Linked DNA regions of Gossypium hirsutum: region 1 is linked to region 2. Evidence: chromatin contacts called from public Hi-C data. All regions are on one chromosome and are shown on one strand. Each heading gives the region's core, a stretch centred on a gene start, on an enhancer-like site or on the middle of the called end of the contact. The rest is flanking DNA. Distances are from core to core; before and after follow the strand shown.

Evidence for each region. A called contact is a pair of places that touch in the nucleus more often than the background predicts.
Region 1: a contact with region 2 is called in a Hi-C map of leaf, with 3 times the contacts expected there. The contact joins the promoter of LOC107930147 here to the promoter of LOC107948867 in region 2. A contact is called at or near these places in 9 of 34 Hi-C or Micro-C datasets (anther, callus, hypocotyl and 1 more).

The regions. Positions count from the first base shown.
Region 1 is chrA04:75,765,097-75,771,078 of Gossypium_hirsutum_v2.1, reverse strand. LOC107930147 (protein OCTOPUS) reads right to left here and starts at 1,432. Exons shown (of 1, transcript XM_016861720.2): 1 at 1-1,432. The coding sequence starts at 1,228.
Region 2 is chrA04:75,532,971-75,538,967 of Gossypium_hirsutum_v2.1, reverse strand. LOC107948867 (steroid 5-alpha-reductase DET2) reads left to right here and starts at 4,012. Exons shown (of 1, transcript NM_001327551.2): 1 at 4,012-4,999. The coding sequence starts at 4,122. The coding sequence ends at 4,898.

The sequences.
Region 1 (5,982 bases), core at 183-2,682, 230 kb before region 2:
ATTCATCCTCCTCAGTAACAGAATTCATAGCCGTCGGGTCCTCCACAGGGATCTGAGTATCAGACCTCATAACATGATGAACTGGAGCATCTTCCGCAACGGAAACCATTGTGGGCATTCTTGGGAACATTCTCCCCATCAGATATCCATCGCAGGAAGCTCTTGGTTCATCAAAAGAATATCTGGGATCATCACATGACATTCTTGCTGCATCAAAAGACATCCTTGGTGCATCAAATGACATCCTCCCAGCATCAAGGGAAAACCTTGGGTCTGTATCACAAGACCTTCTCCCGAACCCATAATCCGCAATTTCTGACTGGGTTTCTCTGTATTGTCTCCCTATGGGCTTCTCCACTGGCAATCTCGCTGACCCACATCCATTTCCCCTCTTTTTAAGTTTTTGTTTTTGCCTCCATTTTTGTAATTTCTTGCTGAAGACTGAAGCAGCTGACCAGAAACTCCCAGCAATCTCTTTGAGATCTCGTCCAGAAGCGTTCTTTGTTTGCGAATCAAGATCTATATGATCCTTCATGGGCTTCAGCTGCTCTTCTTGGCACAGTTCCTTTTCGTATTCTTCCACAATTTCTTCAACTTTCTCTTCTATCAAATTCGTAGCAGAAGCAGCCACATTGGGCGGTTGTTCTTCTACGATCACTATGTCGTCATTGTGATCGGTTTCACTCTCAGTTTGGTCTTCTTCTTTGCTTTCAAAAACAGGACCTTGACCAACAGTCGAAGAAGCCAAATTTCGAGCTTCAGCTTCAGCAACTTCAGAAGACCTCCCGTTTGCAGTTGCTTCTTGATGAAAGAGTGACCAAAGGGTGTTTCGAGCCCTAACGTCACAAGATTTCCTCTGGGGCTCAAAAACACCAGAGAAACCCTCGTTTTTCGAGGCCGAAAAGGACTTTGTTCGCCGGAGCTCGGGAAAAAACCCGGACTGTGTACCACCTCCTCCGGAAGGCTTGAAAATGGCTTTAAGTGCAGCGGTGGCGGTTGAAGTACTGGCGGCGATGGGAGGTTTCCGAGAAGAAGAAGAAGCAGAAGAAGACGAAGGCTCGAGAACAGCGAGACGTTCGTAGAGGCATGAGGGGCAAAAGCCAGTAAAATGCTCTTGAGGATGGCGGTCACAGGAGGTAGAAGGACGGTGAGGCTGAGGCGGTTGTGGCGGCGGTGCTAACCCAGGAACTGGTGGCTCCACGTTGGGATTCATAACCGGTAGTGGCATGAGAGGAGCGCTCTGCTCATATTAGTAGCTTCAGTCAGAGAAAATTAATAAATTATAAAATTATAAAATAAAAAAATAAAATGTAAGAGAAATTAGTTTTTGTTTAATTTGGTTTTCCCCTTTCCCTCTGGGATTGGGCCTTTCAATACTGTTTAGCTCCAAAAGACAGTGACAAGAAAGAAAGAGAAAACAGAATGATGGTAGTAACTGGAAAAAAAAATTAGAAAATAAAGATAAATAGTAAAAAGAAGAAGACATAAATAAATAAATAAATAATAGAAAATCTCGGCGAGTGACCCATGACACGTATACTTTAGTTAGGGTTTTCCACTTAAATATTGTAAAATATTTAATTAAAAGGGATAAAACAATTTTTAGTCCCTAAATTTAACTATTCTTACAACTTGGTCCTTAAACTATTTTTGGTCCACATTAGTCCCAGAACTTGGTAACTTTTTTTCAATTTGATCCCAAGGTGTGATGACATGACACTCTTAGATTGTACTATATCATCACTTGAAAATTTTAAATATATATAATTAAAAAATAAAAAAATCCAAGTAGCGACGTGGAATAATCTCAAAGTGTCACGTTGACATACCTTACTTGAATCCAACTTTAGGGACCAAATTGGGAAATTTGCCAAGTTAAAAACTAATGTGGACCAAAATAAATTTATGGATTAAGGTGAGAAAAGTTGCTAAGTTTAATGACTAAATGTTGCCTTATCCCTAATTAAATCTTAAAATAGGTTTCTTCAAAAGTTAATTCTCAAAATGTGTTTTTAGGGTTTGAGTTTTGTAATATGTAATGTGCCATCAAACTTTTTGCATCCCATTAGAATCAAGACAATCATTATGAAATGATTAAAAAAGTACCTATAGATATGAAGTTCACCATAAATTATTTAAGTTTTAAACTATAATAATATAATGTAATTTTGTAAGGATATGGATAACACTTAAATAGAACTTGACATCCGTAGGTGTCAAGGTCTTCATGGCTTTTTTAAATATGTAAATAGTAATCTATATCCGATTATTTGAAAAGAGAAACGAAACTTTGAATACACCTCACCACCTCTTTAAAAAACTTCTAAATGAACCTAACCTTAAAATCTATAAATATTCCATCCAACTCATTAGTTTTTTTAGAAAACCCAAAATATTCGTTTTATACATTTTATACTATGATACATACTTAAGATTTTCTAAATAGATGTTTTCAATCATAAAATGATATGTCACTCAAAATTTTACAATAATGGAGGATTCTCTAATGGTTTATTGTCATAGTAATATGGGAGTAAATCCACTTGATAGTAGAATCATTCATCACCTAATAGCCATTGATTTCAATAATGATAGCCTTGGAAAGTTATGTCCATTTCGACATTCATCTCTCTCTGATTGACTAATGGAGACCCGAGACTCATACATTTTATCTCTTATACAAAAAGTAACAATAACGTTAGAAGATGTGACATTACTAACCATAAGTCTGATTTCTTTAGACTTTGAGTTAAGGTCACATGGTAAAATAGTTGATTTAAGCATCTCCCAATGAATCCAGCACTTGAAGATATTGAACATCATGCTAGAACTTACATTTTTCACTTGATTAGAGATGTGCTGATGTCAGAATAATCTGACAACTTAGTTTATACCATATATCTCCCATTATTATATAATTTTAGAATGACGAATACGTACAGTTGAGGGTCTGTTGTTTTGACATGCCTATATAGAAGGCATTATGTAATGCATGTAAAGTGGGGAACAATAAAGAAACTAGCTCCTTTATGATTTTATAATCATGAGAGATGTCAAATATCATGGATTGCGCGTCTATGCCTTTTCAAAATCTTAGTGTCTCTCTTGTTAGAACATAAAATTCGCGACATATGTTATAAATTAATTATATTCTAAATGATTAAGTACTATCATTTCATATTTTAATAGGTGGCCTAAGTATCATGACCATACAACTTACTAGAAGAACAATATTGTAGCAATACGATTATCTATTGATATTGAATCAAATATTTTAGTAATATATGTGTTATAATAATATTTATTTACTATAATCAATATTACCTTATAATTGAATTTAAATGCATCACTTTTATTAGTTTTACGATTTGTGTAGATATCATACTAGGTGGAAGAGGTTACTACCATACTACTAGTTGAAGCAAGTGTGCATAATAATGTTTTTAACATGTGCACATCATTTATATGCTTCTCTTATATTAAGTGGCATTAATTTGATTGGGTTTATGATAGTTTGAGTTGTCCAAGAAATTTTGACAAATCCAAAGAACATTGAAAGTATCATGTTATAGGTTTGCATACAAGGATGGAGAATATTGGGCTATTAAACATGCCATGCACATCACATATTGTACCAATCGTCTTTAGCATAGCCCACAAGTTGTATTAATCATGGATGATGATTTGCAACTTCCACAATTTATGATAAACAGTTTAGGACCAATGGCAAACCATATGTGTATTAGATGGAACAGGCTCCTGCACATTAGATTCAACATCCAATTTTGCAACATCAAAAGAGGGACATGGAAGCATGGGGCAAACTTGTTGAAGTAGGCCAAGCCAAAGGAAGGAGAAATTTGAAACTTCATCATGAAAAATATTGAGGCATCAACAAAGTTGTTAAAAGGTGGCATCAACAAGATGAGGGCTAGCCATTTCTAATTTGTATCGTACTAATGATCGAGTTAAAAAAATTTCAAGTACGAGTGTAGTTAAATGTGGAGTATTTATTAATTGATTACGACATTGAGAAAGACATCAAAATTGAATTGAAATAATAATAGTAAATAACTTAAAGATTGAGTTTCAAGGAAAAGAGAATGGACATATCAAATGTGCGAGGATAGGAAATGATGTCATTAATGGTGGAGGACTTGAGAAGTAATAAATCATGGCTTAAAAATTAAATAAACCAAGACCTTGTATGAAATTAAGCCATTACTATTGTTAAGTTAATGGAGAGTAATGATATTAACCATGGATTTCCACTAAGTCAATTAACAAGAGATCATGTCCATTGAAAATGATAATTATGTATTAATTATAATTACTTTATTAATGGATTAAAAAATAAAAAGAAAAGATATTCATGTTTCCTACCCTTATAAATGTTGCTCCCTAGCAAAATTGGAGAAGAAAACTTTCATGAGAATTCCTTGGTGTCGTGGGTAGTTCTTCAAAAATTTGGTAAGCTCCCTTTGAATTTTAGTTGATTAATAACTTAAGATGGTAATTATGAGTGAACCCATTCATTTAATTGTTGAATTTAAAAATAAAATGCAAGGATGGCCATGGTTGGAACACTTAGAAAATCTAGGGAGATAAAGCTTGGTCAAGTATGTCTAATGGTTTTAGACATTTTTTTGGTATAACTAAGTTCAAAGTGGTGTAGGTAAGCTATGGATGAAGCTAGATTAAGATTTTGACAAAAAAGGTTCATGACACCATTATTGGATGCTTGAAGAGCTTGTGAGAAAATGAAAAGAACTTTGGATTTAAAACATGTTCATGACACCCTAAATGGCCATTTGAAGTTAAGTACGCATATTGATTGTGTTAGAGTTGTATGACCCGAAACCCATCGCTTGTTAAAGAAATAACCTTTGGACTTTTCGAATTCGTACAGGAATATACTTTTTCTATTAGAAATTGATTATAATAGGATTGTTTAACCTTTAAATAGATATAGTTGAACTCTTCTTATATTGTGTGTTTTACAACATAGTGAATTTCTTCTCATCTGCCCGTGATTTTTCCCGATAGGGGTTTTTCATATAAAATTTATGTGTGTTTATTTTTTTTCTTATTGCTTTGCTATCATTCCTACTTCTATTATTAACGTTGATTATAACAATGTAGTATCAGAGCCAAGTTTCTTGTCTCGATCATGATAATGGTGACATTGAAGTATGATATTCTGCTGTTGGATCACAACACCAGATTTGCATTGTGGCAGGTAAAGATGCAGATAGTTCTTACGCAAATAGATTTGGAAGATGCGTTGCTAGGGTGGATAAGATGCCTTCAACATTAGCACTTGAAGAAAAGAAGTGCAAGGATCGAAAGGCTTTATCATAATTACATTTGTATCTGTCAAATGAAATTCTACAAGATGTGTTGAAGGAGAATCATCGCTACATTGTAGGTAAAGCTAAAACAACTATGCATGTCAAAAAACCTAACTAGGAAGTTGCATATGAAATAACATCTTTATCTCATCGTTTGGAATAAGTCTTTGTAAAACACTTAACTGTGTTTAAAGAAATTGTCCTAGACTTAAAGGCTATGGAGGTTCAGTAAGATAAAGAGGATTTAGGGTTAATCCTACTTTGTTTGTTTCTCCCGTCTTATTCAACCTTTAGAGATACGATTTTATATAGTTGCGAATTTCTCACAGTTGATGAAGTCTATGATTCTTTAGTCTTGTATGAAAAGATGAAGCATCTTGTGGCTAAGTTCAACTCTCAAGGAGAGGGTTTCATTATTCATGGGGGACAAGAACACAATATTAGTGATCATCGATGGAGGAAACATGAACGAAATCCTGGCAGTAAATTTAGAGGTAAATAAAAATCTTCAAACAAATGTAACACCTGTAATTTTTGCAAATATGAAGAGCACATTAAGTCTAAGTGCTATAAGTTGCAAAATAAAATCAAAGTGAATAAAAAGGGAAAACAACTAGAACAATTTGGTGAA
Region 2 (5,997 bases), core at 2,763-5,262:
GAAGTCTCTGAACCCATTAGGTTTCCGTCGAGGCTCGTCGAAAAAGCGGGAAACCAAAAGGTTTCCAGCTTTTTTGTTGAAGTTTGACCGAATTTTTGGAGTTAAAAACCCCGGATTGGTATCCTAGGTGAGGAAAGGAGTCAAAATGGGTGTTTTGGGAATTTTTTGGCCATTGGAGGCGGCGATTGCCGTCACTGATGACTGATGGTTGCGATGGCCTTGTGGCTGAAGGGGGAGAAAAGTTTGAAAAAAAAAACTTCAGTTTTTTTTTTACATAGGTTTAAAATGATTTTTTTTTAGATTTTTAACTTATATAGGTTTAGTGAAACTATGTCGTTTTGGCCTGACTTCAGAAGCCCCAAAACGATGTCATTTTCGGCACGAGCCGCTGACCCGATCTAAATCCCCTGGGATCCGCGTGTTTTCAAGGACAAGAGTCTAATTGTTGCCCAAGTCCTTCCCTTTTTATGCACTATTTAATATGATCCTAATTTTGATTTTATCTTCTTTTTAAATTATACCACTTAATTTTGGAATTATTTCATCTTAGTCCCCAGACTATCGATCCTTTGGGGAATGATGTGTATTGGATTTGGATTATTTGCCCTTTTGGTCCATTCACTTTATTTCATTTTTAATCTAACCTTTTATTTATTGTTTTTAATCCTTTGTTTATTTAATCCCACCCCTTTACTTTCTATTATTTAATTTCCAGCATTTTTAATTTCCTTATTTATATTTTTACCCTTTAATTTGTGTAACTTGCATTTTTATCCTCAAGTTTCTTGATCATTTCATTTTAGTTCATTTTTTTATTTTTTATTTTTTTAAATGTTGATGTTATTGTTAAATAATTATTATTGCTAACTAATATTTTATGTTTAACATTTTTTCATTGTCCAGTTATTATTTTACTACTATTACCATTATTAAATAGTATTATTAATTGACTAAAAATTATTCCCACAACTACATTTTTTATTATTTTATTATCATTTTTTTACCTACATAAATTATTTTATTCTATTTTTTGCCACTACCATGCTACACAACACGTTTGAATATTCGTTCATTTCTATACCAACACTCAAATAAATTAATCGCATATTGCATTAAATGTTATATTTTATACATTGTATATTTAGCAATTTGAACCAATGCAATATTCTTTATTTTGAGGATTCGAGAAATTGTACCCCTAACTTACAGGATATGATATTCTCTTTAAACCGAAATAATTGAACATCCCTTTTTTTTAAATAATAATTAAAAAATATAAGATTTGGGCAATTATTAAACGGCGAGCATTTTTATTTTCGAGAATTCGAGATTTTGTGCCCCAACTTACGGGACATGATTTTTCGTCTTGATCGACCTGAAATGAGAAAACCTCCTTGTTAAAAACTCAATCTAGATAGGGACTTTTTCAATATAATCAAATAACATTGCGCGAAAGGAATTGTATTTTAAATTTTCTTCGGATTTTCAATTTTGACATCAAGACATTAAGTAATCAACTAGGTACCAATTTTAAGCATTATAAAGGTGCTAATTCTTCCTCATATGTAACCGACTCCCAAACTCACTTCTCGAATTTTGTAAACCAAAAATTATTATTTTAATAAATCTAACATTTTATTAAAATGACCAAATTTAAGATGATTCAATCACACTTAATAAAAATAATCCGTGGGGACTTTATTTTCGTTTTTTAAAATAAAAAGTAGATGTCCAAAAAGGTTTACACAACCAACATATACAAGCAATACAAACTTAATTGCATCATAGAAAACTTTTTGGGGTTATCCATCTCAAGATTACAACTTTCTCAAGTAGGCATCGAAACCAAAGTTATCCACTTCAAGCTACAGTCAAAACTTGGAAAATAGAATAAATGGTTGTTGAAGTTTATCAAAACTTTCGATATCATTCTATATTTATAGTTAAAACCATATTTTCAAATTTAAAATTTAGGAATTGTATTCTTCTTTTTATTAATGAAAAAAAAATACCAATTTTAAAGGTACATTTTTTTAAAAATAATTTTTTTATATTTTCATATTTTAAAAGTAATTGTATTTTAATATTTTAAAATTTTATAATAGCTTTTAATTTTGATATTTTAAATATAATATTAAATTGGAGAAACTATATATATAATTAAAAAAAAACTTTGGTTTCTCCAAAGACTAGAGAGAAAATCGAGCTGATGATTTTCTTTCCATGAATGTCGGCCGGCCAACATCGCTTTTAAAGTTGCTTACTTCAGGCAACTATTTTGCCCTTCAACTATTTATTTATTTATTTGGAATTTAATTTTTATTTTCAAAAATTAAATTTATATCTTTTTTAAATTTTAATATTTAAATGCAGTTGTTAACATAATTAAATTATTTTATTAAATTTATTATTATGATATTTTGAAATTAAACAAAGACTTACTTAATAATCATATAATAAAAAAATATCATTCTAATAATTATACTTATATTTTTATATCTAATAAATAAATAAAATTCCTTGAAATAATAAGAAGATAACTAAGCCAAGGATTAGATTAACATAGCGTCATGAAATTTGTTATTTTTCTTCATCATCCATATTTTGGATTTTTCAATAGTTTAAAATATTAATATTTTTTTATATTAAATTTAATAATTCCAATTATGTGGGTTTGAATCACAAAATTCATTATCTAAACTTAATTCAATACCCTTCCGCCGGCCTCCTTAAAATTCATAATTTATATTTTTTTTCCTCTTTTATCTTTATTATTTGGTTTTGATTAATTTTCTTCATTTGCAATACTAAATTTAAAATTTTTATTCAAGAATATCAAATATTATTATCAATTGGTATTGGTATTATTGTCAATACAGAAGTACATAAATTCAAGTGCGCTGAAACACGTTGTCCTCTTTTTTAAAGGTTGGAAGAGACTACAAGTAATATTACACTCATATGAAAGGAAGTAAATAAATATTTAATTTATTAATCCACTTTTATATTGCAATAATATTAATCAAGGTTAAGACTTGGAATCAAAAATATTTTAGCACCAAAATTTAAAAAAAAATTATTTTTGCATTTTAGATATAAAATTATGAAAGCACTCTATTTATTCTTCCCAAATACTTTCTATTTGGCTTTAATGGAAGTAATTACAACATTTTTCTATTTCATTTAATTTCGTAGCAACCACTTTTTTCTTTTTTCTTTTTTTTTTTAAAGTTTTAACTTACCACTCATATGTGAGCTTACAAATATTATGGTTTATATGTTTAAATTAAATTTTATAAATAATTTATATTAATTGCTTAAAATACATTTAAATTCTATATTTCATCTATTAATATATTAAATTATTTAAATATAATATAAGTTAAATTATTTTTTATCTAATGTTTAAAATAAATATTTTAATTTTTTACAATAATTTTTTAGAGCAATGTAAAACCCCAAAATTATCAAGCTACATTATTAACTAGTGGTTAGAAGAAATTATAGTGCACTTTCCGAGGCATGGGATTCGAATTTGCTTGAATCTTATAATTGTTATTGTTAAGAGGTTTATTTGAGATTATACTAAAATAAATTTTACAAATTACATTTTTCAAAAATATTTTTTCTTGAAAAAGCATTAGAAATTAAAATCATATTTTACCCTTTTATTAAAAAATAAGTAAATTACTCTACTTTATATTAAATTAAAAAAAAATTAATTATTTTAGTTAAAATTTTATTCTTTTGCACTGTTAAAACTGAAGTGAATGACAAAATAACTAATTACTATATAAATATATAAAAATTAATTTTTAATAATAAAATTAGATAAATAAAATTTTTAACAATAACAAAAATATTAATTTACTCTTTAATCTTAAATATTAGAGAAATTAATTTGCTTAAATTTTTAAATAAAAAAGAATGATAATATTATTACCGAAAAACAGTATTAAATTGAAAAGCTAACCTTAAGTGATAGTAATTGCTGCAGGTAGAGGGACAATAGGTAAGACAGCCGAAGTACCGCAAAGTTGTACTCACACTTATTAAGTAGCATTCCCTGGGATTCAGATCCTTCTTTCTCATCTTCAACATAGAAAAGAGAAGACAAGAAAATGGCCTCCGATCAGACCCTTTTTCACTACTGCCTCCTCACTCTTTACATAATTGCTTTACCAACATGGATCAGCCTTTACTTCCTCCAAGCCCCTTATGGCAAGCACAACCGCCCTGGTTGGGGTCCTACCATCTCTCCACCTTTGGCTTGGTTCCTCATGGAAAGTCCCACCCTCTGGCTCACTTTCTTCCTCTTTCCCTCCGGCCAACATTTCTACAACCCTAAATCATTCCTTCTCATCTCGCCCTTTCTCTTTCACTACTTCAACCGCACTGTCCTTTACCCTCTTCGGCTCGCCAGGAACACCACCCAAACCAGGGGTTTTCCAGTGAGTGTAGCTTTTATGGCGTTCGGGTTTAATCTTTTGAACGGTTATTTGCAAGCCAGGTGGGTGTCGCACTATAAGGACGACTATGAAAATGAGGAGCTGTTTTGGTGGAGGTTTCTTGCTGGATTGCTAATTTTTGTAGTTGGTATGTGGGTGAATGTTAGGGCTGATAAAGTGTTGGTGGGACTGAAGAAACAAGGTGATGGTGGATATAAGATCCCAAGAGGAGGGCTGTTTGAGTTGGTGAGTTGCCCCAACTATTTTGGGGAGATTATGGAGTGGTTTGGGTGGGCGGTGATGACATGGTCTTGGGTGGGTTTTGGCTTCTTTCTCTACACTTGTGCCAACTTGATGCCTAGAGCTCGTGCCACCCGCCTTTGGTATTTGGAGAAGTTCAAGGACGATTATCCCAAAGACAGAAAAGCTGTGATCCCATTCATATATTGAAGATTTGATATTTGTGTTTAACCCACATATGATTGATTCGGTGATCAAGTTGTATCTTTTTAATGGTTTGATTAATAAAAAATCAGATTTCTTTTCTGTTATATCTTGTTCTTTGTTCAAACCATAAACAAAAAAATTAAGCATTGGGCTGCAATTAAGTGCAAATTTTACAGGTAAAAGAATATTGCCCATTATCATCAAATGACATGCTATCGGCGAAATAATTTGTCCTTGCTGGACGTGGAATGCAAATTCAGATTTTGTGGCAGTGTGTAGAGATCATGACAACGATATTGTTAACCATTTACTTAGGCACAGTTTAAGACGGATGGCAAATTCGGTATCATGAGCATAGGATGCCATGGATCGGTAATCCAGGTAAAGTAGGTGCAAAAGCTGTCATTAGGAATCACATAAGCAAATGGGTCATGAGCATGGTTGCCAAACTATAGGAATTTAGAGCATGGACACAAGGAAACTTGAAGTGGAATTTGGTGAATGACTGCAGGATGCTCCTTAAAAGGTTTCGAGAGGGTCATTGAACATGTGTTTTGTTTAGGGAATAGGAGTGCCGATGGATTGGCAAGACTAGGTAGTGGCATGCGGCTCCTGCCTCAGTTGAATACCTCTGGTTTGCGATTTGATGAACATTTGTAATGAACTACCAGAGGGTGTGAGTTTTCATTTTTTCATTTTTTTTTTTTTTTGGTTGTTGTTAGAGCTGAGGGTCAGACCTGTGTTTTAACTTTTGAATGCACCTTTTCCTTATCAGAAAGAAGTCTACACTAGAATTGTTCATGGAGTTTCTATTCTTTAGCAATGCCAATGTGAAAAAGCGATGGCATACTCGCACAAAATGGTTGAAAGTGCAATACCTTTTTTACTCATCATAGCATGTTATGAAAATTAAAGCACCTTCAGAAATCTGTAACAAATAGCATTGAACCCCTTGGGAATACCCAGGCAAATATCATCCTAAGAATGGGGATCGCCTAAAAATAGTAAAGCATAGATCTTACTCCTCAACAAAACAAAACTTAATACTACATGAAACATATTTTGGACAAAGCGGAACCAAACATCACAACACCTTGCATTC